Linked DNA regions of Mus musculus: all the other regions are linked to region 4. Evidence: chromatin contacts called from public HiChIP or PLAC-seq and promoter capture Hi-C data. All regions are on one chromosome and are shown on one strand. The core of a region is the stretch at or near the end of the contact, and the rest is flanking DNA. Distances in the headings are between cores, read along the strand shown.

Evidence for each region. Promoter capture Hi-C pulls out the DNA fragments that hold promoters and counts their contacts. HiChIP or PLAC-seq counts read pairs in DNA pulled down with a chosen protein or histone mark.
Region 1: a promoter capture Hi-C map of liver shows a contact between it and region 4, with 3 times the contacts expected there. The contact joins the enhancer-like site here to the promoter of Fbxo28 in region 4. A contact is called at or near these places in 6 of 39 promoter capture datasets (the 3T3-L1 cell line, the C10 cell line, hippocampal neurons and 2 more) and 1 of 9 other capture datasets (pancreatic islet).
Region 2: a promoter capture Hi-C map of hippocampal neurons shows a contact between it and region 4, with 4 times the contacts expected there. The contact joins the promoter of Cnih4 here to the promoter of Fbxo28 in region 4.
Region 3: a contact with region 4 is called in a promoter capture Hi-C map of hippocampal neurons, with 4 times the contacts expected there. The contact joins the promoter of Lefty1 here to the promoter of Fbxo28 in region 4. A contact is called at or near these places in 4 of 39 promoter capture datasets (cranial neural crest, hippocampal neurons, neutrophils and 1 more) and 1 of 115 datasets of contacts at active chromatin or transcription factors (pancreatic cancer cells).
Region 5: a promoter capture Hi-C map of hippocampal neurons shows a contact between it and region 4, with 2.5 times the contacts expected there. The contact joins the promoter of Parp1 here to the promoter of Fbxo28 in region 4. A contact is called at or near these places in 1 of 39 promoter capture datasets (hippocampal neurons) and 1 of 9 other capture datasets (pancreatic islet).
Region 6: an H3K27ac HiChIP or PLAC-seq map of microglia shows a contact between it and region 4, with 4 times the contacts expected there. The contact joins the promoter of Sde2 here to the promoter of Fbxo28 in region 4. A contact is called at or near these places in 3 of 39 promoter capture datasets (hippocampal neurons, liver and pre-B cells) and 1 of 115 datasets of contacts at active chromatin or transcription factors (microglia).

Annotation. Positions count from the first base shown.
Region 1 is chr1:181,256,402-181,260,738 of GRCm38.p6, reverse strand. No RefSeq gene overlaps it. Among named protein-coding and RNA genes, the nearest start is that of Gm39718, 29 kb to the left of the region's middle. Within about 2 kb of position 2,953, at least 322 of the 459 cell types and tissues checked have an H3K27ac peak or open chromatin away from gene starts, as enhancers often do. A contact at or near this core is called in liver, pancreatic islet and pre-B cells, where this site is marked.
Region 2 is chr1:181,148,921-181,153,625 of GRCm38.p6, reverse strand. It overlaps Cnih4 (cornichon family AMPA receptor auxiliary protein 4), which reads right to left and starts at 2,695. Exons shown (of 5, transcript NM_030131.3): 1 at 2,565-2,695. The coding sequence starts at 2,633.
Region 3 is chr1:180,932,305-180,936,407 of GRCm38.p6, reverse strand. It overlaps Lefty1 (left right determination factor 1), which reads right to left and starts at 1,386. Exons shown (of 4, transcript NM_010094.4): 1 at 1,049-1,386. The coding sequence starts at 1,298. All of the region lies in intron 1 of Gm39715 (a long non-coding RNA gene), which reads left to right.
Region 4 is chr1:182,338,942-182,343,551 of GRCm38.p6, reverse strand. Fbxo28 (F-box protein 28) reads left to right here and starts at 1,946. Exons shown (of 5, transcript NM_175127.2): 1 at 1,946-2,229. The coding sequence starts at 1,963.
Region 5 is chr1:180,567,009-180,571,479 of GRCm38.p6, reverse strand. Parp1 (poly (ADP-ribose) polymerase family, member 1) reads right to left here and starts at 2,589. Exons shown (of 23, transcript NM_007415.3): 1 at 2,327-2,589. The coding sequence starts at 2,446. Gm31986 (a long non-coding RNA gene) reads left to right here and starts at 2,581. Exons shown (of 4, transcript XR_001779573.2): 1 at 2,581-3,502.
Region 6 is chr1:180,848,635-180,853,238 of GRCm38.p6, reverse strand. It overlaps Sde2 (SDE2 telomere maintenance homolog (S. pombe)), which reads right to left and starts at 2,088. Exons shown (of 7, transcript NM_145943.1): 1 at 1,947-2,088. The coding sequence starts at 2,066.

The sequences.
Region 1 (4,337 bases), core at 1,704-4,203, 1.1 Mb after region 4:
AGTTAGCTTTGGTGGGGGGGTCTCTGTAGGGGAGAAGTCTCAAATCGCAGTCACCAGGGAGGAGGAAGCGGCAAAGAATGTTAGTTTCCACATACACCGCCAACATCGCACAGACCGGAGGGAGGCTTTGCCAATTCCCATGGTTCTGAGGCGCTAGGGTCCTTGATAAGGCCATGCCCAAGTCAACAACACATATTCTCTCAGGACTTCATCTGATCCCCACAGGAGAACAACAGAGGAAGACACTCAAGCCCGACCTCCAGCCCACGAACACAGCATCTTATGTCGAGATATACTGATGTGTATATTATATATCAGAGAACTTATTGTGGCCTAGGCGCCATTTTAATTGTCTCATAAATGTTACTCAATGCTCATGGCAAGCCCTATGTGGTTCTCACACCACCTTCACTTGCAGTTTGGAAGGCTGGGGCACAGAGTGCTTGATTTGCCCAAGGTCACTGTCATAGAGTGATGGACTCAAGATCTGCAGCTTATCTGCCTAGCCTTGTTCTGGGTTGTTACACCCATTCTCGTTTTGGCCTGGTAGTAGCACATTTGCTTGTTATATTTTTGTTACCTGGTACTCCCCTTGTCTATGCAAAAGAGGACTTCCTGTTTAGATAATGAGCCAGATGAGGATTCGATTGTGATCATCTTCCTCTCTGGTCCTATGATGGGCATAATCTGATCCCTGAACCTACATAAAAGTTCAATCCAGAAAAAGATCTTACCATTGTAAAACAAGCAAGCTCATTTTAAGGGCGGCAGCTGCACACAGGCTGCTTGGGTCCCCGCCCCCCGAAAGGATTAATCAGAGCTAATTAGAAACAATGCTCTCTTCATTCTGCATCCATTCCCCGCCTACAAGTGCTCCACAGGGTCACACTGGGCGCTATAGCCCACTCCCCAAGACAGCAGAGCTGGCAGCTCAGGGCAGACCGTACAGAGAGGAGGCCCAGGGCATGGCAGAGCAAAGGCTGGCTGAACGACAGAAGTGGGGAGACAACAGAAACTGTATTGGCTTTCTCAGTGCCTGGAGTCTTGAACAAAGAGGTGATACTATGTGTACCAGTACCTGCCTGTAACGACCCTCAGAGTGTGGCCCCTGTCTGACGATCACACCACCTCATAGGTCATTATCTGATTTCCTTTAACACCAGCTGCCTTTGTTATAAATGAATTCATCCCTTAACGATTCACTAGCCCTGAGAGATTCATTCCCAAAAGATCAAAATCCTGTAATCAAGAGACCTTAAAATAGAGAAAACCTGCCCGTGGGCCTTACTGCCAACTTCTGGGGGAGTGAAAGGGAGTAGGCTTCCCAAGTAACAAGTGAGTTAAACCCTAAAGCCGGCCACTTCAAGAAAAGAACCAGACCTCTAGTGCAATGGATCACAGATCAAAGAGCTTACAGTTAAAGCTTTGGCCTCTTCAAAGTCCTTTGCACCTAGAGACTGTTATAAAAATCAATTATCAGCTCATCAACTTTACTGACCAACAGTGGTTTGTATGATGTCACTAGAAACACACACTCACACACACAAAGGGGGCGCTATAATCCAGTTCGAATGGCAAAACAATATAAACTAAAAAAGAAACAAAATCTTAGAGACAGATCACCTCGAGTTAGAATCCCAATTCTCTCAGTGCCCGAGGTCTGGTCAATCTCCAGTGTTCTCAGAGATCAAGTGGATACTTATGTCTGCCCCAGGGATTTGATATACTTGTGTAAGTTCATTGAGATACCAGGGAAAGGGCCGCCACCTATGGAGCTCCGTAAACTTGAGGCAAGTCATTATTGTTACATAGTATCCTGTCCATTTGCAGAGAGCCATGACTGAGGGGATGAGGTCACATCTGACTGAGTACCCAAGGCACGTGCACTCTGACTGATCTGACCAGGATCTGTGATACAAAAGAAGGCATGTCCATTGCAAAGAGGCCATACTCTGCCCCCCGGGGAGGGGGAGGGGAGGACATTCATGGAAAGCATCCAGCAGCACAGGACTGTACCTAACCTCCAGGTGTGCTATGCCAGGCACTGTGCTTCTGCCAACACCTTGACCTTCACATCGCCTCTTCCAAAGCAGTCTCCTCTAATTCCTTCTAGCTGGGCAGTGAAACATTTGCTGCTGGCTTCCCATCTTCCAGATGGTTAAACTGAGGCTCAGCAAGGCAAAACAAAAGCATCTCAAAGCTAGCTCTAGGTGGACTTGGGTTTGTATTTAGTTTCGTTGTTTGTTTTGCTTTGAGATGGCGGCTCCCTACGTAGCTCACACTGGCCTGAAACTCAGTATGTAACATAACTTTGTCCAGCATTCACGAGCCTCCTGCATCGGGGCTTCCCAAGTGCTGGGATTACAGGCCTGTACCTTCTAGCTTCCAAGTAGACTTTGAACTCAAACAGTGTGATTCAGCATAGAGGGCTAGTTACTGCTCTATCATAGGAGAGCTCGGAGGAAGACTTACATGGGATGCGAGGGCGACCCCCCAGCTCTAGGAAGGATTGAGTTGGGCTCTCTAGGAAAAGCAGGATGGACTTGGTGGTCCGAGATCTGTTTTGAGAGAGGTTGGGGACAGGATTCCAGGATTGAAGCCTACCAGAGCTGCTGAGAGTTCCAGAAAAGAATGTGAAGTGAAGGGGGAGGGGTGGATAATAGAGCAGGGAGCACAGGACCAGCCTCTCCCACCCAGAGGTCCCAGAAGTGCTGAGGAAGGGAACTTCCAGGGTGCCCAGGGCGAGGTTGGGGATCAATTTCCCTTAGAAAGTGGGGCAGGAACCCAGAATTTCACCCTGTTGGCATTCGAGTAACCGCCTACATTTCTAAAGAACACACCACAGTTTACAAATTACTTGCACAAAAAAAAATGTCCTGTTTCACTATGACAGGCAACCTGTGTTAGGCAACTTAAAAATCCTGCACTGAGCTGAGTTCACCGCGGGCCCAGTGAGGGTGGTTCTGTTACTGTCCCTCCCGTACTGGAAAACAGAGGCCAAGGTCAGTTGTCATGTGGCAACATTGGGGTTGGAGCCCAGATCTAATTCGGGAAGGACTCGCTTAAACCGCAGTCCCCAAACAACCTAAGAAGCAAGCAAGTTACTGTTAGCGCTTTGCAGGTGGAGAGGCTCGAGTGAGTATGGACTCTAGCAGGTTCACTCTGCTCATGGTTAAACCAGGTTTCCAGACGTGAGTAGCACAGAGGATTTGCAGGAGGGCCGCGGGTAGACACACCCGAAGCCCGGGTCTGTCTATCTAAGTTCCACAGCTGCCGTACACACCCGTACAGCCTTGGGGAGAAATATTCCAGATTACCAAACACAGCGCTTGTACAATAATCAGGTTGTGCGAAGACCAGATTAGGGAAGACCCACCCCGTGTAGAGCCCCGAGGCTCGAAACCCTCCGGATGGTACTGGCTAGGGCTGGTGATACCTCCTCACCCAGAACCTGGAATTAAGGGAGGCGGGTTCTGCTCCTCTAGAGCCCAAACCCGAGGAAGGAAATGGAAGGGTGGGATGGTGTCAGACGGAAGGGAAAGCAGAGAAGAGGAAGACCAAAGCCAGCAAGGGGGAAGGGGAGGCTCAATGGTCTACGCCCTGACTGTGCGGCAGATGCATGAGGCCCCAAGACTCTGCCTGGCAAGTGCAGACTGATTGCATAGGATCAAATACCGTGCAAGGTTAGTACACCGTGTCCTAGGTAGAGAGGAGGATTTTAATACAGAATAAAGGCCGCCCTCTTTCCTGCCCTCCTCCCACAGAGGGGGGGGAGGGGGGTGACTGGCCCTGGCAGGTCGCCTGTCCCCGCCCCGCGCCCTCCCCAGAGCCTCCTGCCCGCTGAGGTCGCCGCCCAGCAAAGCCTGGGCACTCCTCCCTTGCTTGCCGCAGGTCTCGGCCCATCACCCGAGCCTGGTCCCACCCGCCAAACCACATACTTTCACCTCCGTCTCACCCTTCCCTCCACCCTTCCCGTCTTCCTGGCCCAGTCCTCGCCACTCAGATGATTTTTAAGTCTGCCGCTTCCTTTCAATGGCTAGAGAAAGGATGGAAGGCTTGTGTTTGGCAGTGTTTAAATTACTCCAGAAAACACCCAGTGGCAAAGACAATAAAAGGGTACAGTTTCTTCGGCTGCTTCCGCAGGGCAGGGGGAGGGGTGGCCCGCTAACCTCCACCCACCTGCCGCCCGCCCGCCAGCTGTCTTCTGGGTGGACAGCACGGGGTCTCACCCCTGTCCCCTCCCCCCACCTCCTCTTTGGCAGGCTGGCAGCCTAGGCCAGCTGGATGGCTTGTCTCTACTCTGAGCTAGAAGGCTTCTGAAGTTAGCTGAGGCTCAC
Region 2 (4,705 bases), core at 1,446-3,945, 1.2 Mb after region 4:
TTTCCACCTTAGTTTGTGAGACACCGCCTCTGACTAAGACTGAAGCTTGCTGTTTGACTGACTGGCTGGCTAACAGGCCCTGGGATGCTTCTGTCTTTTTTCCCCCCAGTGCTGGGGATCAGAACTGAGTCCTCACACCTGCACAGCAGGAACGTTATCTTAGAGCCATTTGCCAAGCCTCGGGGATTACACTGTCTGAGTATTTATGTTTCAGAAAGCAATTCTAGCACTCAGGAGATGAGTGGATTAGAAGTTCAAGTCCACCCTCAGCTACATAGGAATCTGAATTTCAAGGCTATGATGGGATACTTAAAACACTGTCTCAAAAAAAAAAAAAAGGTAAAATTTAGTAAAAAAGTAAAATATTCTCAACCAAATACCTCCTACTCACCACTTTCCCCACATACTCATAATCAGTCAATGCCAACACAATTAACACTATAATTCAAATTCAGAAGACTCTCAACTCGACTGGTTTACCTTCCAATCTTTCTCATTTTCAATCTACTCTGTAGATTCATCTTTCTAGCAAACTATTGCCTTTTGAGCATTTAAAGAAACAGAATTATATGTTTTATCACATATAACAGATTTGAACATATATATATATATATATATATATTGTAGAATGATAAAACCTAGTCAATCAAGATGCTTCCCTTCTCATGGTTACTTTGTGGTAAAATCAGTCTACTTTCAGTCTTAGCATTTTTCACAAGTGGGATACCTTGTTAACTGTTGTCACCAAATAAATGTATTTCCTCGTTTTATCCATTCTGTGGAGGCACTCTACAGCTGAGCCACACCCTCAGATCAACAACAACAAAAAAATCTCATGAATTTATTTCTAACAGAAATTGTGTATCCTTGACCTAAAGTCATTTTGTTTATGTCAAAAGTTTGCAGCGACTCCCTACTGCTTGCAGGATGAAACCCCCCCCCCATCTGATCTAACCCTCCTTTCCCATCTGATCTCATGATGACCCTAAGGAACCATGAGCTCCTGATCTTTACCCATCACACAAAAATAAGCATGCCTGCCCTGCACCTTGCTCTGACCAGTGACTGCAAATATCTGTCCCCTTTCCCCTGTAGATTTCTTCACTATTCTAATTCCACACACTCCTATAGTTTACATGAAATCTACTCTGACCATTTCCCACCTACTCTCTGTAACGCAATTACTCCAACAATCCTACAACACTGTAAAATCTGAATTCTCACCAAAATGTGCCCTGACTGTGTAACCACTGTTCAACATTCCAGCTAACATGTACATATATACATGATCTGTTATACACCAAGACTGTTTTAATGATCAAATTTTCCAAACTACAAAAATAATAAAAAATTGTTGTTGCATTTCTGTCAAACAGCTCTGGTCCCTTATATCATAAGCTAAACAATGGTCATTGGAACTTAGGTAAGAGATCTTGCCCTTTTATTCAGTTCCTCAAAGCTAATAAAACACAGGGCTCTTTGCATGAGAAATCATCAAAGTAAGAACTGCTGCTAGATAATTTCAATTGGGCAGCCACTGGGTGTTTGACACAAATTCTCACTGTGTATATTTAGGAAATACATATCTACAATCCTAAAGAAAATCGAAGCAGGTAAGATACAGTACTGGGCAAGGTTCATAGTTCCAAAGTTTGTTTCTTCCTATTAAGACAAACTGTCAGTTCATCATAAAAGCGGGAAATATATTCTGTGCAGCCATTCCAGGGCTGCACAAACAAAAAGTTCAATTCGATCAGAAAAGAGGACGTGATTTCATAGGGAAAGGGGCAACAGCCACAGGTCCTGGAGCACTTTACTAGTCATATCTAATTACTTAAAAGTGGTCTGTGCATTACACTACTGCATTACAGCAGCGTGCTGTAACAAAGACTATCATCCCCCAAGGACTGAGAGTACTGAAGTCACATCACACAACTACTACAGTGCTAGGCTGAAGAACACCATGTACTGGTCTGGAAAATACTGTTTGAAACCTGTAACAGAAACAACTATAGAAAATACTGAATGTTAACACGGATTTTATATATATATATATAAAGTTTAGAAACTGGGGATTAAGCCACAGGTATAGTTACTGAGTTTACAGATAGTCCACTGCGGAAGGCAACCAGAAACACTTTGTGGATGCTTCTTTCAAAAACCCTAAAGAACTGCACGTGAAGGAAGCACACCGCCAGTTCTTGGAATGAGTCATCTCCTGGGTGTGGGGAGTCTCCAGAAGGGCAGACACCCACAAGGACAAAGGGGCAAGGGTGCTGCCGGGGACTAGAGAAGGCGGCAAAGCCTCAGGCCGGCCGGCTATGCCCCTGAACGGCTTCGCTCTCTCGGGGACCCCCGGCGGCCCAGGCAGGCGAAGAGGAGGCAGGGGGAGCTGGCTCAGGCCCGCCCGAGGCGCAGCGAGGCTCCTCCGCTCGCGACCCGGGCCCGCGCCGCCGCCCCCTCACCCCAACCTGCCAGCGCCCGCCGGGCCCACCCTCTGCCCATTGCCCCGGCGGTAGCCCTGGGAACGAGCGGCGGCCGCGGCCCGCTTCAACCAAGGATACGAAGTAGACGGAGAGGAAGATGAGCGCGCAACAGTCGAGGAGCGAGAAGAGGAACACCACCGCCTCCATCCTCCGCCGCCGCTCCGCCCGTCAAACCAGCTTCGGGCCGCGCCGCTGGGATAGGCGGCATGCCGGGAGTTGTGGTCCAAAAACGCCACCTCCGCGACGCGATGCATGATGGGAAATGAAGTTCACTAGTGCCCAGGGAGCATAGCAGGTGGACCTCACCCTCATTTAGTATCCACTGCATGAAGTTACTCACCCTGTATGAAATTTTCTGTCTCTCTTTTACTTTGTATCCATCCTTCCTTGCCTATCATATGAAATTTTCTGTCTCTCTTTCACTTTGTATCCATCCTTCCTTGCCTATCATTGTTGGTTTCTGTGGAATGCGCTTTGTATGCGAGTGGTATGATCTTGCTCTGTAAGCCCAGCCTGGCCTCTAACTTGGGTCTCTTTGCATTGGGATTATTGGCATAGGTCTCCACACATGGCTGCTTTAACGCCTGTTCTCTACCCTCCTGCATTCTATAACTTTTCATCTCAAATACAAAGCCACTGAGTTCTGCTCTTCAGTTCCTGACCTGTTTCCCCAGCACTTACCCAGTTGCTTGCCAATTCTTGATAACAGCAAGCTTTCTCACCTCTGAATTTGAAGAATTTTACAGAATCCAGTTATCAACCTTTTTTTAAAGAGGGAGGCAAATAATTTTTACTACACCCTTACTATAGACCAAGAGCTACTGTACACTTCAAGTGCAGAGATGAACAGAGCAAACAACTGCTCTGGTGGTTAAAAGGGCAATAAAGTAGCAACTAAATATTCAAAACAGAACTTGGGTGGGTTCTGTTGCCTTTGGAAGCCAATTCCAGCAGCCATTCACTCGCTCATCCATTTATTTAACTTTCATTTTAAATTTAAATTTAAAGCAGGTAGTGTATGTGAGGCACTGTTCTAGGTCTTAAGAGACACAATGAACAGAGAGGGGAGGCACCCACAAGCCTGCACCTTGCATAGTAAGTGTAGGGGAGATAGAATAAACCACAGAAATTAAAAGCAGTCCCAAGTACCCTGAAGGGCAGGAAGAAACCCCTGAAGAGCAGCAGAGACCAGGCTGAGGGTTTCACACAGGGTTGGACGATTTACAAGGAGCAGAGAGGCCCAAGACAGTAGGCACTTGCTGTGCTTAAAAAGAAAAAAGAAAAAAAAACAGGATGGGGTAGGGGGTGTGCTGGAGGGATGGCTCCCTGGATTCCATTCCCAGAATCTGGATGGCAGCTCACAACTGTCTGTAATTCCATCTCCACGGATCCAGCACCCTTTTTACCACCACACTGGGCCTGTCCTACATCCCTTAGATGGTCTTTTATCCTGAGAAAATGTAATAGCTCACACCACAATTAACCACAATTATTTTGTTTGTTTGTTTAAATTTTTTAATGTATGGGTGCTCTACCTGCATATATGTCTGCATGCCAGAAGAGGGCATCAGATACCAATATAGATGATTGTGAGCCACCATGTGGTTGCTTGGAATTGAACTCAGGACCTTTGAAAGAGATGTCAGTACTCTTAACCACTGAGCCATCTCTACAGCACACACACACACACACACCCCACCCACCCCCACCCCCGCTAACCACAATTATTAAATTACCATTTCCCATTATGATGAATTTTGTCTTAATTCTACCTAAAACTCAAAAGCATTGTTGCAATGTCAAATACCGGGAAATGTAGCATCAGGCTTTTCCACCTGCACACAAGCTCCCCAAGATAATGACTTAATGCTTCGGGTTATTCTCTAGCTCATAACTTAATTACCCAGCTTTTTTATTCTAAGTCCCGCTACATAATTGGTTACCTATCTTCAGTGTTATGCAACTATCTCCTTCAGCATTTGGGTATATCTCCCTTGTCTAACTATTTCCCAGAATTCCATTTCCCTTTGCCGGATGTCCCATCTTCTAATCCTGCCTCAGTTCATTGGCCATAGGCTTTTTTACTGACAGGTGATGTTTCTGGACAGTACGAAAAGATTTCCTCTACAGGGAATCAAAATTTATGAGAAGGAAATGATCAGCATAAAAAGTTAGCAGGCCAAGTATTGTTACAGACATTTGATTATTGTACTTAGAAA
Region 3 (4,103 bases), core at 137-2,636, 1.4 Mb after region 4:
AAAGAAGTCTTTCTTTCTACTCAGGAATTATAAAGTTTGCAATGAGGCCCTGAATGCTAACTCTTGCACACTTAGTGGTGACTTTGGAACCCTGTGCAAGAAAGGAGCTGGAGGGGTTCCAGAGCGTGGCAATGCTGGCTTCTTTCTGGAAGGTTTTAGGAGAGGATTGGGGGAGGAATACAGAATCAGGCTGCAGAGACTAGAGAAAAGAAGCCCAGCCCGAGGTGCCTTTCTTAAGAGACAGATGCATTTGTGAGGGGTTCCGTTCAGTGGAACAGGAGTCTGTGAATATCCTTGTCAGGACTGCTGAACCCTGGGGCAAGTGTTCAGGGAGTTGTCACCTTCCTAAATGGCTCCAGCCAGTGTGCTCACTCTCTGGGATAGCAGAGTGGTTGGTTACCTGAGAGGCCAGCCACACCTATCCTCAGCAGACATCTCCCTTGCCTGCCTGTTCAGAACCAGCATCCTTCTATCTCCAGGCCTAGGTACCACAGGACAGTAAGTTTATGGATGTGGCTGTGCCCATGAGGGCTGCTTCCAGCTGGAAAATGCTACACCACCACACAGGCCTTTGCTACTTGACAGCTGGATACCTGTTCTCTCTCTCAATCTCTCTCTCTCTCTCTCTCTCTCTCTCTCTCTCCCAAATTCTGTCACCCAGGGCTGCCTCTACCCAGCCACTGTTCTCTGTCCATGGCAAGACATAGTCAGCCACTCGTCCAGGCAGTGACCCCAGGAAGTTCTACCTGGCCCTGACTGCTCCAGGGGTTCTGTTTTCTTCCACTCTCCTCCCTCTTCTCTGCTCCTTAATTTACCAGCAAGCACAGCCCCGCTTTTCCCATCCTGAGACTCCTTCAGTGCACAGCCAGATCCCCAGTGCCCACCCTCCCAGATCTTCTCCCCTCTAACATCCGCCTCACCCTGTGCCCCCCACCCCCATGACTGACTCTGAGCACCACAAGGCAAGGGTCCATACACACCACAGGTGGAAGGAAGGCATGATCAGCCGGCCTTTCCTAGAGACCAAGGACAACAGGGGAGGGCTCACCTCGAAGGTTCTGGCTGAACCTCTTGCCTCGGGAGCGGCTGGCATGGCTGTGTTGTAGCAGGGCCACATACTGAGTCCTCACGTGCGAGGGGATGACCATCCCTTCCACATCAGCCTTGTCCAGGACTGGCGGTTGATCGAGCTGCAGCTGTTGCAGCAGGCTGCCCAGGATCTGCTCTCCGGTCAGGGCTTCCCTGAGGCTAACCAGCGACAGTGCCCAGAGTGCCCAGCAGAGCCACAGGAATGGCATGGTGCTGTCCGGGAAGAGGAGCCTTGGATGTGTGTGTCCCTGAGGTGTCCTGAAAGGGTCTTGAGTCTGCGGAGGAATGGTACGGTACGGAACAGCTTTATAGCTGGTCCTGGGGTGGGGGGCAGGGAGGAAGAAGAGAGGTCACACCCCTGGGACCTCCTGGGAGCTCAGCATGAAACAAGCCCCTGAGTCCTGAGGAGGGGCTGTCTAGAAAGGACACAAAAGCCTGTCTGGACTGAGAACATCTGGTCACCGCTGTCTGTTAGCCATATACTTCACCATTGACTTAAGGGTGTCTGACCAATTAGGACATTCAGGACAGGGGTGGTAATAGCTCAGTGGTAGAGCAGCACCGGCCCTGCACACGTGAAGCCCTAAATTCAATCCCAGCATGGGATGGAAGGTGGGTCCTGGAGACGACGCGGAGGTCTCACGTTCTCTGCTGGATGCCTGCTCCCAGTGTCTGGAATGTGCACCTGTAGTCTTGTCCATCACTGCTTCTAAACCCTGGAGAGAACCAGATGTCAATCAACACCTGGGCTCTCCAACTGACTTGCTTCCCAGGTGTGCAAAAGACTTTTCTAGGGCTGATAAGAGTGAGGCTTCTCCACTTTGGGGGCTGGGGGACCTTCCTTGGTTGCAAAGCCTGGGACTCGCCAATGAGCAACCTATCCTTTCCCTTTCTTGCTGTAGGAGAATTGAAAATCTACCCCATCCCAATCTCTGAGCCAGAGTACATCGGCTCAGACGAGGGGCAACATAGTTAAGATCGGTGCCCACGAAGGGCTTTCCACAGCTCCAATTATTTTCTGCTAAGTCCTGCCCAGGGGTGTGTGTCTGGGGTGGGGACAGGGTGTGTGGCTGGGTTGGGGACAGGGGCATGTGGCTGGGGTGGGGACAAGGGTGTGTGGCTATACACCAGTAATATGCTAAGCCTTCTCCAAGACACAGCTGGGATACCCGAGTGTGAATTTGTGGCTTTGTGCGCTGGAGAAATAAAATTGAGCAAGCTGCCAGGGGTAGGGCTGCCAAATAAAACCCGTACTGAATCTGGGACTTGGTTACACAATATATCAGTCACTGTTTACCTGGGATTTGCATTACACCAGTATCTAGAGGTTTTATTTGCAGATTCAGACAATCTTAGTCGGGGGATAGATGAAGAAACCATAGTGGATTGTAAGACTCGTCCCTGGTGTGTTCCCTGGCTCTCCAGCAGGGCCACCCTTTGTTATGCAGAAGAGCAGCTGCCTTCCCCATGGCTCCTGCCCAGGTCTGACCCAGGTCAGGCTTGAGATTGGAAAGCAGGCCCCAAACCAGGAGAGGGGGGCCCTGGAATGAAGTCTGCAGCTTCTGACACGATGCGCTGCCTTTCTTGGCTCGAGACCAGTGTAAAGGACCCAGGGGTGGTCAGTGGCCCAATCACGAGGGAAATGAGGGCTAAGTAAGAAAAGAAGCCTGGTGTTTCCTACCACTCTCTGTCTCCAAACAGAGGTTGGGCTGCTGGGGCAAACACTGCAATGGGAACAGAAGTCATCTTGGGACTTGCAGAGTTAAGTGTATGGCTAACATTAGGCATAGGATCAGACCCAAGGGCCTCTGAGGTCAGGGAAGCTAAAGTCCAGGACAGTCTTTGCAGGCTAGCTCCTGGTGTCTAGGATGCCCTCACTGAGCAGAGCAGACACTTTGTGTTCTCTTAGCAAGTACTCCAAGGCCAGCCCAGGTGCCATGGGCAGTCTGGCCCCACATGTGGAGATCCTAACCCCTGCCCGAGGCCATGTGGCTTCTGGTGGGCAGTGCAGAGGGACTTCCAGACATGCCCTGGTGGACTCCGTGTTCTCCCAGAGCATCTCAGGTACAGACAGGGATATAGAGAGCGTGTTAGGCTGTTGGCTCCTTCTCCTTCCTGCAGGTTTGAATTCAAACCCTTGCTGTACCACACTCACAAGTTCTGCAGATCTCAGACCCTCCTCAATGTGACATAAATCCACTGTGGGAAATGAGAGTCTTCTCAAGGCGATTCCAGTTTCCCTCTGGGAAAACAGACCCCAGAAATTAGCCATTTAACCACCATGTTCCCAGAATTCCTGGCAAGCCTCTTGGTACACAGTAGGTGCTCAAGAAATTCTAGCTGCCTCTTACACTGTTAACATACTTGAGAGGTGAAATTTCTAAGATGTAACTTGACTCTCTTTCTTTCTCTTTTTCTTTTCTTTTCTTTTCTTTTCTTTTCTTTTCTTTTCTTTTTAACTCTCTTAAAAATAATTAGAATTCAGGAACATTCAGATCTGTGGAAGGAAGGAGTGTGGGAAGAGACAGGCTCTTCCTTTGCTCCTCCTGCGCACCATTCTCTGCCTCTCTTGCAGACAACATGGAATGGTTTCCTCGTCAGGCAGATTTTATTAACAACCGTTATTTGCACCTATGTTTTTTTTTAATTTTTAATTTAATTTTATTTTATTTTAATTAGGTATTTTCTTCATTTACATTTCCAATGCTATCCCAAAAGTCCCCCATGCCCTACCCCCCCCCAGCACCTATGTTTTTAAATTTTTTAGTTTTTAAAAAATCATCTTTACAGATTTGACAGCAGGGGAATGTTGTTTATTTGGGTTTTTGATGTGGAGTGTTCTGGGGTGTGTGTGAAGATATGTTCTGTTTTGTTTTGTGAGTTTGTTTTTGTTTTGTCACACACACACACACACACACAAACACACACACACACACACACACACACACACAATGCTGAGACTGAACCCAGGGCCTTAAGGATGCTAAGCATGTACTCTGCCACTAAGCTATAGT
Region 4 (4,610 bases), core at 697-3,196:
CTCGTCTCCTCTTATAGAAATTCTATTTCAACTTAACCCATCAAGAAAGCTTCTAACTTTAATAAGTCTAGGTAGAAAATCATTTCCATTTAGACTAAATTGAAATTGGTTCTCTGAAGAGGTAGCAACGCCCTAAGCACAAAAGTAAAATTACAGTCTATTAGTAGGGAGAAAATCAACGCATTATGAATATGCAAACGTCTGGAAAACAGTTAGACATAAAATACATATTGAATACTAACCAGCCCTCTGTGATGTGCGTGTGGTTTGAATGTGCTCGAGACGGCTCATGCACCGGAACTTTGGTTATCCTGGATGAAACCTAAGAACTGGAATCATGGGAGTCAAAGACAGAATCAGTACAGGTTCAAGTCTGTACGTTAGTCACTTTTCTGTCACCGTGATAAAATACCAGGACGAAGGCAAGTTACAGAAGAAAGAGTCCATCATGGCGAGGAGACACAGCATGAAGTGGCAAGCATGGCGGGAGGAGCTGGAAGCTGAGAGACCACATCTTCACCCTCCAGCACAAACCACCAGAGAGCAAACTGGAAGTTGAGTGGGACTATAAGCAATCACTGTCTACTAGTGACACGCCTCCTTCAGCTAGGCCCCACCTCCCAAAGAAACCCCAAAGCGCAAGGCCAACTCAGAACTGAGTGTTCAAATATCTGAACTTGTAGGAAACAATCTTACCCAAACCACCACCAAGTCCAACCTGACTTTGTTTACTTCAGATGCAGAGTGTGTATTTTTATGCATGAAATAATACTACATTATGCTGGGTCACCTATGGGGCGTCCTAGTAAGAGGCACGTGATGATCTTTCCTCCCACAACTTGTGGTGGTACTCCTAATCATGTGATTATAAGCCTGTTCCCTGAATTTCTGTATCATACCTTTCTTATTTTGTGATTAATGCATTACATGAGAAGTGGGTTATTTTGAGACTACGTGCTACACCTTACCACAGGCTTGTCTTCTGGTTTTAGCATCTTTTCATTGGTTCTCACCTAAATTGATTCACAGAGAATAAAAGTCTTTTTTTTTTTTTTTTTTTTAAGCACACAATTCAGGTACTGGAGAGATGGCTTAGAGGTTAAGAGCACTGGCTATTCCTCCAGTGAGAAACAATGCACCCATTAACTGTCTGTTGTCTTCCACACTTCCCTTATTCCCAACTTCCACCAACCACGAATCCACTCTGTTTCAGTTAAGCAGTTGTAAACCAGCCAGTTGTTGGTGCTGGAAACCAAAGGCCAGTGTTGGTGCTGGAAACCAAAGGCCAGTGTTAGTGCTGGAAACCAAACTCGGGTCTTCTGGAAGTGCACCAAGTGTTGTAAGCTCGCTTGTGCTCTCTCTCTCTCTCTCTCTCTCTCGCCCCTGACTCTATGGACCTGCCTACATAGGGCATTTCACATAAAAGTAGTCGTATGGTGTGTGACTCTGTGTTTTTATTTCATTAATGTGCTTTCAGGGTTTACCTGTTGTCTTGTAGTTTTAAACTAGCGGTGTTTTATTCCTTTTTATATGCTGCAATTATCACTGTGACTCTTGGGAGATGCTGATCTAAATACAAATTTCCGTCTAAACTTATGAAGGTGATATGGTTTTTATCATCCTTTGGCGAGTTGCTTTTAAAGAAAACTGCTCCATTGTCGTTCCTTTTATCAGATGAAAGGGACTATGACGACCGCCTTTCTTAGGGTTTGCGGAATCCTTGCTCGTTTCCACTCTAACAAGGCAGTCTCCGATTTTAAAGAGCTACAACGACCACCTCTCTTGAAGTGTGCACTATCTTCCCTCCTTTCCGATGGACGCACCGAAAGCTCGCCTCTCTTTCCAGCTGTCATCCCACGAGCTCCTCCCTCTCCTTAAGCTCCCCCCCCCCCAGGAGGAGGAAGTGACGCACAGGAAGTGTCCCGATCCCCTTACATTGGAGGAAGGAATCAAACTCCCAAGATGGCGGCGGCGTCTGAGGAGCGGATGGCTGAGGAAGGAGGCGGCGGCCACGGCGACGGCGGCTCCTGTTCGGCTGCCGGCTCCGCTCAGCGACAGCCCCCGGCGCCCCCGTCGCAGGCCCCGCCGCCCGGGTCCCAGGCACCCGCCGCGCCCGCGCTGGCACCGGACCACCTGCCCCAAAACAACACACTGGTGGCGCTGCCCATCGTAGCCATCGAGAACATCCTCAGCTTTATGTCCTACGACGAAATTAGCCAGCTCCGCCTGGTGAGGGCCGAGGCCTGGGGAGGACCGGCGAGGGCGGCGCGTTCCTGGGGAGGGAGCCCCGCCGGCTCGGGACACGGAGCGCGCGCGTCCCCGGCAGCCGGGAAGTGGCGCTGGCGACGGCCGGCGGGGTGCTTGCTGCTGCCGCGCTGGCATCGCGACCGCCGGGCGGGCGAGGCTCCGCTCTGCGCCTCGCCCCGCCCCGAGGGTCTCCTCGCCCCTAGCCCGGGACGCGCCCGCCTGCGAGAAGTAACGGAGCGGGGCTTGGTGCCCTCCGCCCGGCTGGACCGGCGACAGGGACTCCCGAAGGGGCAGGCGCCTGCCTCGACTGCCCGCTCGGGCTCTGGAGTTCACTCCCAAGTGGGCAGAGGATCCCAGCCAGGCTTGGGTTGTGTTGCAAGAATAGTGTGTATTGTCCCTCCAACCCAGGCTTTCTGCTTGAAAAGGATGAAGGGGGTTTGGCTGTCCCCCCCCCACCCCCCCCCGCTCCCCCTTGAGCCCCAGTTGCGGTTCTAAGATTGCAGTTGTGTTGTGCGTTTAAAACCCCAGAGCCTTAGTTGCTCACTAAAGTAGAGCCCTGGGAGATGATGACCTGACTGGCTTTGCCTCCCTGACACTCCTTACTATAGCGAAGCAACTTGTCCCCTTGTCAAGCTATTACCCCCTCCCGCTTGTTTGCTTTTTTTTTTCAAATGTGCTTCAAGCCCACCCTCCTGCAGTCGGAGTGGTTTACTTATTATACCCTAAAAATAACACATTGTCCTAGCCAAAATTTAAAAAGAAAAAAAATTGCCATTGGAATTTTACTACATCCCTGAGGTTTGACCGAAGATTTGATGAATTACTTGGTTCAGGAAGATATCTCACTTCCTACCGGGGTATTTCCCCTTAGGTGGTTAGGAAATTGGAGGAGGTGGACATTTTGAAGTGGTTGTGAGCTGGTTTGATGTAGTCACTTAAATGTGCTCGGGATTGTTGATAAAAGGACAAAGACATCTTTCTGAATGTGCTGTGTGTGGCGGTTACTTATTCATCGCTATGCCATATTTTAGCCCTATTCTTCCATCTCTAAATTGACCAGTATTGTGTTTCAAAGGAAATCATCTTTAAAAACAGCTTGCAGTCATTCATTCAAACTCCGGGGCAGGTTTTGTGTGTGTTTCCCCACACTCTGTGGAATGGAAAATTTCTTCTGTTTAGAGTAGGTATTTCAGAATACAGTTGTCCTAGATTTTCAAAGCATCATCCTAGGATTTCGTGTAGAGTGGTAAATATTTCCTTTATATTTTATAAAGCTTGGTACTTGACCAAAATGTATGCTGTATATACAATTGCGTTTGGCAATTGGGCATAACATTTGATTGAATTCAGCCAGCCAGCCAGACAATGGCTTTGAAAAGCTTGGAATGTTCACAGGTTTTTTGTTGTTGTTGTTAAGTGTTGAGAAAAACGGGGTTTTATTGGTTTGTTGGTCGTTTTTCCTTCTTTTCATTCATTGTTGTTTTGTTTTGTGTGTTACTGTTTGGCCACCAATCTGGAGTTCAGCCTTGATTCTACTAGATAAATGCTCTGTCAGCTTTAACTCTCATTTTTCCTTTTCTTTAAACAAACAAACAAACAAAAGTGTGAAGAGGAGAAAATAGACTGCTTGGAGACCTGAGGTGAAATGGGCCTCACAATTATTAATAATCATCATCTCTTTCATGTGAAATGTATAGCTGCATATTGTATCCTAAGCCTTTTCCTGGCTTGATTTGTAATTGAAAGCATTTTTCTTAAGGAGTCCCTATGGCACCCCTCCCTCCCCGCTCCCAGCCAGGTTTATACAAACCAGCGTGGTTTTAGAAACAGAAGGCGAGGTCCTTTCTTAATCTGATGTCACTGGGTTTTTATGGAAATTAAGGTTTTAGATTCATTGGTTTCAGAAAATACAATTCAGGTGACATACAGATGTACTTTCTTGTCACTAGGTGTCAGCATTAATTTAATTACGCTCTTTTTTGTGAAATAATAGAAAAGAGACATTGCCTCATTAGGCTCTTTGTACAGATCTTTTTAATTGAAGTGGTTATTTTTACCTAAATCATTTGCCAAAAATTCAAGAGACTTAAGTGTGTGTTGGCATCTGCTGTATGTATTACCTAAGTTCTTTTTAATTGTGTTTTCTTGAGTAAGCCCTAAGACTGGCCAAGTGCGGGAGGGAGCAGTGCTGAGAGCGAGCACAACTGGCTTCCATTCAGCTGCATGCTGACCCGTGGGCTAGTTGACAGACACACTGTTGAGATGGCATTTTGCTTGTTCTCTTCCTTCCAGTTTTCTTTCTTGCCTCATCCTGAGAGACCTCATGTTTCCCTATTCCTAACACCTAACTTACAGGGCAGGTA
Region 5 (4,471 bases), core at 1,340-3,839, 1.8 Mb after region 4:
ATCCTCAGTTCCTTCAGGGTCATCCCTCTGCCTCCCAGTTAGGCAGCCTCACCCAGGGCTCGGAAATATCAGCTTATCGGATGCTCAGAGAACAGTCCTCTCATACAAATGTAAAAGAAGGTATTTAAATTCAAGCTCTACAACGACGGCCCTCCCAAGCTCTGGAGTAAAAGCCCAACTTTAAACTCAGATCTAAACTCCCAAGCTCCTCTAAGGAAGGAAGAGCACCGCTGTCACTCACAATAATAGTTTCTCTCACAGTCAAAAAAAAAAAAAAACAAAAAACCAGGAGGAGGGCCTTGAAGGTTAAGTTATTTAGGTCAGCCTCAGCCTACCCAGAATCCTCTTTTTCCTCTCTTCCTAGGCAGTATTGGGGGTCATCTTTCACAGAGCGGCTATTCTCTGGCTAGTACAGATGCCTAATAAAATCTGTAAAGTATGGAAGGGTCACTTCAAAGGCCAGGTGTAGTAGCACACGACTTTAATCTCATCACTGGGGAGGAAGAGGCGGGTGGATCTCTTTGAGTTCAAGGCCAGCAGGATGACAGTAAGCCAGGTCCCAAAAACCAAACAAAACCATTTGAAAGGCTGGGTGTGGCAGTAGAGGCAGGCCAGTAATTCTCAGCACTCCAGGATGGAGGCCAGAGCATCACAGACATCAGCCCTGAAATCTGGTCTCAAAACCAATCAACCTAATTCTGGGCATACCATTACCTTATACTTTACTAATATCCCTCTACTAGCTGTTACAATTGAGGAATCCCCAATCATAAAATAATATGAAAATATAAGCCGAAGACTATTTTGCTTTCCTGCTATATTCAAGACCGAGGGAATAATGGGTTTAATCTACAAACTGGCAAGGATGTAAATTTGCTTTCTCTTAAGCCCAGAGAGCTCTATTTATCTTCTCACAGGGAGGAGGGAACTGTGGGGTAAAGTTCAAAGACCTCAGTGGGAAATGGGGCTTTCAACTGTCCTTCAAATTCTAGCTATCTCCATCTTCCTGTCCCACTTCTGTGAATAAAAACTCTTAATCAAGCTCCCACACTTGACTGGGACATCTTGGGCTTCTCCTCCCCAGGGCATTCTGCCTAGCACTCAGTTCCATCAGATACAAGGCTTATCAATCCTTCCCATACCCCTTAACCTAGCAGGAGGAGCCCAGGACGGGTTCCCCATCCCGTCATAAATGCAAGCAACAAAGACGTCCCTAGCAGTTCCCGACATTTTTGTCACCAATGATAATTATAGACACTAACACCGTGCCTAGCTGCTTCTTAATAAATATGTATAGAATGTATGAGAACTGTGTCAAGCAAGAATGCTGAGCTAGGCAGTCTCTCCGAGGGCACCAAGATGACAGCTTCAGTTCTTCCCATAAGGAGAAATAATAGAAGCAGTGTGGTATCTTGGTACCCACTGGGTGAATGTCTTTTCCCCCTTCCCTCCCCCCCTTAAGAACTGAAGCCCCATTGAGGGCTAGCCTGCCTCTTCTAAAACACATTACTGCAGCTGGACAGCAAGGGAAATCAATTGCCTCGACCATTAGCAGCGTGAGCTTGGGTAACTGAGTGTTTGGGGGAGGTGGGAACAGGGCAGGTGAGAACCACACTAGCAAAGACGGGAAGGAATCTGCAAAACCAGAAGCCTAGGAGGCAGGAGCCACTGGAACGCCAGGACCCGTCATCCCACCACCTCCTGACCATCTCGGAAGCGTCAGTGAAGAGACCAGATAGCTGCAGAAAGCGCCGAGACCTCGGGAAGTTTGGAGAAAATGTTATTTCCAAGTAGAAATCAGGCCCAAAGCGAATGCACTGTAAAGAAATGGCACTGCTTTGCATAACTAAAATAGAAATACCGAGAGTGAGCGGATGTTGAAAGGATCATCAAAAATAGGCTTAAGGGGAAAAAAAAATCTTCTGTATTCATGGAGGACAATAATCTTCCGGGACAAGATAGGCCCAAATCAGAGCAGCTTTAAAGACCGCGCGCACACCCTCCACCCCGACGCCGAGAAGGCAGTGAAATAAACAAAAACTCTGCGACCATCCAGACCCAGCGAAGAGGCAGGCCCCTTGTCTTTACAAAGCCAGAGGCACTTACGCCAGATGCTCTTACTTCCCGGGCTTTTCTTGCAGGGTAAGCGCAATGTCCCGGAAGGGGTCGGCCCAATGGGCCTCAAGGACCTCCGCGGCAGCGCCGCGGGTCTTTCCCGCCCTTCTCTCCCGGTCCGGCTGAGCCGCAGGGCGGAGTGAGGCGGCCCCGAGCCCACACAGCCGCCCAGGCCGCGTCGCCCTGCGCCTCCGGCCCGGCCCCGTCGCACCTGCACCATGATGGCCATGCGGAGGGAGTCCTTGGGAATACTCTCGCTGCATTTCTTGCAAGAGGCGCGCCCGCTCTTCGCGTACTCCACTCGATAAAGCCTCTCCGAGGCCTCCGCCATCCTCCTTCTCGTGCTGCAGCGGCAGCCCGACGCCGCCGCTGGTGCGCTCCGCTAACGTGTCGGTTTCCCCCGCAAGCGTGCAGAGCCGCCTCCGCTCAGGATAGATTACTGATGCCTAGCGGCGGGACCGCCCCCCCAAGCTCGCGCGCGGAGGGCGGGGCCTCAGCTCATAGGGCGGGGCTTCAGCACGTGTCCTTGGGAGGTTGGGTCCCAGCGCGACTGCGCCTGTGCACGCTGGTCTCTGCCTCTGGGAAGGGGCCAGGGCGGGGACCCGGGGAATCTGACAGGCGCCACCCCTTTTGTCGGTTTGTCCCAGAAAGGCTTTTTGTTCGCCCAAATAATTCCACCTCACCCACTTGCATTTTTTTCTAGGTATGTCTAGAGCGAACCCTGCTGACCCTAAGTGTAGTATTCTGCTTTGCAGCCTCCACATTGCTGACACAGAAAACCAACTAAAGCCTGATTTTTCATTCTTAGTAAACTTAAATGCATAACTATAAATTCCAAGAGAATGAGCAGAACCCGTGACAGTTGGTAGTAGTTACAACAGATGTCGTGTGTTCTCATCCCCCATCTCCGCGCTAACACAGGACAGGGTGTCTCAGTGTTGCCCTGGCTGCCCTGAAACTTGTTCTGTAGATCAGGCTGGCCTTGAACTCACAGGGATCCATGTGCCTTTGCCTCCTGAGTGCTTGGGATTAAGGGCGTGTGACACCATCTCCGGCAACAGATATTTTCCTGGGGAGATCCCAAAATATTTTAGGTTATCGACAATTAAAGTTATAGGTATTGTTAAACTTGCTACTGTTAGATCTTGTTATTTAATGTAGCACTACAATCTTTAACATTATTGGTCTTTTTTTTTTTTTAATAATTATATGAGCGTGATGCAGGGTCTCACTATAAAGCCCTGGCTGGCCATGAAGATGAAGTCGGCTTCAAACTCACAGAGATCCACTTGCCTGTGTCCTAAAGTGTGGGTAAACTGCATGTCTGGCAGCAAACTGGCTGGTGAGCTGTGGCCTACTTGTCTATGAATCATTCCTGATTGAGCAGGTATGAACTGGCTCTAGGTATCTGCTTTGTGCTTCCTCTGTTGCTGCTCTTTTTCTAACCCTGCCCTCCCTTGTTGAGACCCTCTCGTGGCAGAGAGAGACAGGACACATGGCTGTTCCCTAACCTAGTCCAGGGAGTGGGGTCCTTCCACTTTGCCTTGTAACTGATCCCGTGGGTAACCACCCCAGCAAATTCTCCTTTGCTGCAGAGGGTCTAAACCAGGCAGGCTAGCCTATCTCAGACTTAAAAAACAGAAAATCTCCCAGACCAAATTACAATGTGTGAATTGCAGGCATGTTTTGCCTGTATAAATATTTATATATCATGTGTGTTTGGTGTTTGCTGAGTCCAGAAGACGTTTTCATATCTCCTGACTGGAGGAAGTTACAGATGGTTGTGAGCTGCCATGCAGGAACTGGGACTCGAACCCAAGTCCTCTGAAAGAGTAACCAGTACTTTTAACCTCTGAGCCATCTCTCCATACTCTCCCCCTTGCAATAAACAAACAAACAAACAAAAAAAAAAAAAACAGGCCGGACGTGGTGGCCTTTAATCCCAGCCCTCCGGAGGCAGAGGCAGGTGGATTTCTGAGTTCAAGGCCAGCCTGATCTACAGAGTGAGTTCCAGGACAGCCAGGGCTACACAGAGAAACCCTGTCTGGAAAACAAAACAAAACAAAACAAAACAAAAACAACTTAGGAACCGTTGCATTTACTTGGAAGTCTTCAGAATGTCCACAAACAGCTGCAGCTTGCCCACTACAAAGACATGTGCAGTGAAGAGCACACGTCCGTCATTTGTCCACTCATCTTTAGTCTGTCTGCAGAAATGCAGGATTTAATGTGATAGCTACTTCAAGCCATTGCTGCCTTGACTTCCCCACCATGATGGACTAAGAGTAAAATAAACCCTTTCTCCATGACTCACTTTCGCCATGTCATTGTATCATGGCGATGAGGAAGGAAGCCA
Region 6 (4,604 bases), core at 839-3,338, 1.5 Mb after region 4:
TCAGCCTACCAGCCTAAGCACCAGAGACAACGTGCAGTCCACTAAGGTCAAATGTACTGACCCTCTGCCGTGAGGAGCTGCAAACAGAGAAACCATGGCAAATGTCTCCAGTTCCTAACAAGAAAACCAAGCATCGCTACAAGAAAAGAGGTTAAGAGAAACTTAAATGACCAACGTCAGGCTTGAACCGTTGAACACACCAGGCTCCTCTTCCCTTGGAAATACACATTTTGGATGCAGAATATTCTACTCAGGAACCCCTAATTGGAAGTTGTACACACACCTGGGCCTTCATGACAAAGGGCAGCAGAAAGTTGCTGTCTTACTGACACCTTCAGCAGCCGAATTCTTCTCATCTCCAGTTTTTAAAACCAACTTTTCCCCCAGCAAATAAGAAAGGAGTAGATTGTCAAGGTCCTTACAGCATTTTACTACTGCAGTATGTCCTTGGGAGTCTCCTATTAACTTGTAGTCACCTTTACTGATGTCTGTTAAGGCTAATGATCAACAGGGCAGAGGTCTTCCTCTCTCAGCGAGAGATAAAACTTCTTCATGGATCAGAACCGTTTTGCTTTAAAAAGTATAGCTTGAACTTGAACTATCTTGATTTTTCCTATTTCATCAAACTGTCCTTAGTAAGCTGCTTGCACTCACATTTACTGTTGTTAAGTAACAGACAGACTCAAATGCTCTCTGATAACTGCTTCTGCTTACCTGTTCTCCAAACTCAATTCTATTGGGGGTTTTTTCTGGATGTCTGGACTCCCATAGTCCATGTACAGTGCCTCTGTTAAATCTAAGGACGAGGTGATAGGAGGCTGTTTTGCTTTCAAGCAGGGTTTCACATAGTCCAGGCTGCCCCAAAACCACTATAGAGACGTGGCTAAGAACCCCCAAACCTCTCAAGTGCTGAGATTAGAGGCATACACCACCAGGCCCAGCCTTATTTCTGTGTCCTTTCAAAAAAGTGTATTTCCAACACTCCTCATTGTTAAGATTCTATTGTTTATGGATCAATTTTAAGTTTAAAAATAAAACTTGAAAATTATTCTTCAAATACATTGAAAAGTCACCTGTTTTGGAAAGTATCTGAATTCGAATGGCTAAAAAAAGGTTCTGTTTTTCTTACTAGACCGCAGAATAGAGAAGAAAACAAAGGCTAGATGTGGTGGGACACACCAATAATCCCAGCCCTCCAGTATGTTCAGAACATCCTGGGCTACAAGGAAAGACTTTCTTGTCCTTGTTTTTTAAAGGACAAAGAAATTAGAAAATCACATATTCTTCTTGGAACTCATCCAAGTCTCTTTAGGAACAGATTTGGTATTTTAACATTTGTTATGTTTCTACATAACAAGCAGAGAAAACAGACTACAACGAAGGCGCAGTCATACAGAAAAACTGTTCTATACCAAACGCCCAGATTAAAATTAGACTCAGGGAACCCAGTAAACTCTTTAGATGATTGAAGAGGTTTGAGATTTCCTAGTCAGTATAAGCCTGCTTCTTTGGGAATTAAAGCTTAAAACTTTAGAAGCACTTAACCAGGGTTTTATATCCACATGGCAGAGTCTAAAGAGGCCCAAGAATATCTGTGAGTGATTGGCTCTGTCAGGATGACTCCATATCCTTCTCTAACCGTTCTTTGGCCTGGATGGGTGTCCTGAGGGTCGGTAAGAAAGCATATTCCTATCTATAATGTGAATGTAAGAAGAGAACCTTAAAGGTATCATTTGGGGGGATAAAAGAAACAGAACGAGAGTTTGTAGTCGAGGTTGGACAAAGCGCAGTAAATGGACGGAGATTCTCTTACGACGTGGGGACAAAACAACGACTGCCATAGACTAGCAGAGGAATGTCCCCATATTAGTCAGAAACACCCAACGACGAACCCAGCCTGGCTTGGTGATCTCTTTCCCCCATTTCCCGGGAACCGCCATCCTCACCTGTTCCTGGCAGTGTCGGTAGATCACATCGCGCACGGAGCACCCAACCGAGGCACACGGCAGCGCCTTCCACACGGTACCGGGGCCGCGAACCCACGCCACCACCGCAGCCTCCGCCATTTCGTCTGGTGACGGAACCTCTGGACTGCGACAGGCACTAGGCGACACAGCCATCCGGTCGCATCTCGATGACGGAAGGCCTCGTCTTCCAGCGCCCCGCCTCCCGGGTTTCCACCACTCACCCCCGCCTTTCCGGAAGGCGGTCACGTGGCCCGGCGTCACGCGAGCTGGCGTGGGGGAGGGGGACAGGAAAGGCCTGCCTGAGGCCGATAAGACCGCGGAGCGCTGGAGCTAGGCGTTGCTAGGGGCGGTTGCTAGGGCGGGGCTCAAGGGACTGGCTATAAAGGGCGAGCTCTGGGCGCGGTTGCTGCGCTTGGGCTACAGCGCTTTGGCTGGGGGTGATAAGCTGCCCGTGGCTCCGCCCAGCGCCGCAGGCCAGCGCGCCACTCCGGTTTGTGCAGCTATTTTTGGGATTGGGAGGGCTGTGTCCCAGGCAGCCACTGCTTCCCGGTGCTGCGGGGAGAAAAACGGCTTCCTCTACCCGCGAGGCCTCCCAGTCCTAGAGAACGGCCCCCAGTGGTCCCCAAACCGCAGCCCCGGCCTGCGTAGTTCCCTAGAGGTTTATGTTCATTTCCTGAACCCCCCTTCACGTTCCTTCCATCACGTTCGGCTCGTTCCTATTTTTGCATGTTTGCGCTCTGCGCTGTCCCCGCTTCAGCTGTGTTTTCAAAATATTTCACAGCAAATGGGCCCTTGTGAACGGCAGGGGCGGGAGTGACGTTTATAGCCATACTGCTTCCAAAAACCCCCGCTGTAACGTTCTTTCTGTGCCCTGGGAACACTCGCGCAGATTTTACAGAGAACAACTTTAAGGTTCGGGTGCTGAGGGAGGCCCTTAATATTTAATATGCTGAGATGATGTTGTCTCTGAAATACTAAACAATTTAAAAGCTGCTAGCATGAAGCTGGGAGGATTATCGGGAGGATAACTCAGTCTCCTGAACACAGATGCCCTGGCCCGCAGAGCCATATTCTCGGCTGTTAAGATGCAGGCCGATGGAACTAATCGCTGAGGAGAAAGCACAAAATCTTGAAATCCTTTAACTGTGAAAATGAACAAAAATAGGACTTGCAGTTCTGTGGAGTTATAGATCTGTTGGTGCACACAGGCGGGAAAGCGGGCCTCCATGAAGATTCCAGGAGATGAAGAATAATTACACAAAGCATGTTGTGCATAGAAGCAGTATTTTATGAGTGTTGTAGTAGTAACCCAGAGGCCTACAGGCGTCTCATCCGATACGTAAGCAGGACAAACTGGGAAGCATGTGACCTTCCAGACAAACTGGGAAGCATGTGACCTTCCATCTTTTCCCATTCTGTCCGTTAGCATGTGGTCCTAACTGCTAATTTATTTTTTTCACCTTTTGGGAATCAAATGACCATTTCAAGAGCCTGGCAGCTTCTTCTTCTGCAAGGAACCAGATCATGGTCAGTTTAGGGTTATGTAACATTTCTTTGTCAGAATAATGCTTTGTAAGCTGGAAAGTCCCAGAAGGATTCCCTTCTAACAAGAAAAGTCCACGTCATTTATTACAACTATCTACTACTGCTCTCCAAAAACCTAATGTCTGAATGAATTCACTCTTTACCCCTCGGTTATATTTAAATCTCTGTTATGAAGAAGACCCAAGCAACCAGCAAGCATTTGTCATTTAAAATACAAAATAACCATTATTAGCTTTTCAAGGACACAGACCTCTTGAGCAATCTATAATCTGTTAAACCTTCACAATGAGCTCCTTACACCGTGAAATACACAAAATAGATGTTACATAAATATTAGTTGGCTGTTTGATGGATTACAGTCTAACTTAATTATTCCTGGTGTGCATCTAAAGAAACATATTTTCCACTAACTTAGGACATTCTACTCGGAGGATACAGAAACCAATTTGAATTGGTACCTATAAATTCATTTAAATAGTGAGAGAGAGAATGAGACTTCAGAGTTGAAAGGCATGGCCAAGAACATGATATATACTAACTGAGGAAAGAGCTAGAAACAACTGGTTAGCTTGGCTGCTGGAGCTATGTTGTCATACCCAGTGCCCAGTGCTGTGGGGTGAGGCTTGTGAGTGATTGTGTAAAAAGAGAGCCACCTTCCCCCATCTCATGGTTTCAGATGAAGAAATGACAGGAAGGCACTTGTATGGTTGTGACAAGTTAATGGGGGGGGGGGGGAGGTGGGGAGCAGTTCCTCAATTGCCAAATCCATGCAGCTGTGCCCTGTGCTCCTAGGACCACACTTGGCGCTCGTTCAGATAAGCCACACTGGCTTTGTTCCTGCCTGTGTTCCCAAAAGAATGACTCCAGCTGTACATCTGCTTTTTAAGGACCGGTTCAGCTGCCAGGAGAGAGACACGATGGGATCCTGAGGCAATGTGGAGTGATTGTTCACTGCCAGGAAATGACAGCACGAGACAGTGTTTGTGTGGCAACCCATGACAGGGGCTTGACGGAGCCAAATGGCACGTTGTTCTGCTCGAGCCAGAAGCAGAGCAGGGTCCTGGCACTTCCCACAAACAAGAGTGAGGCTCC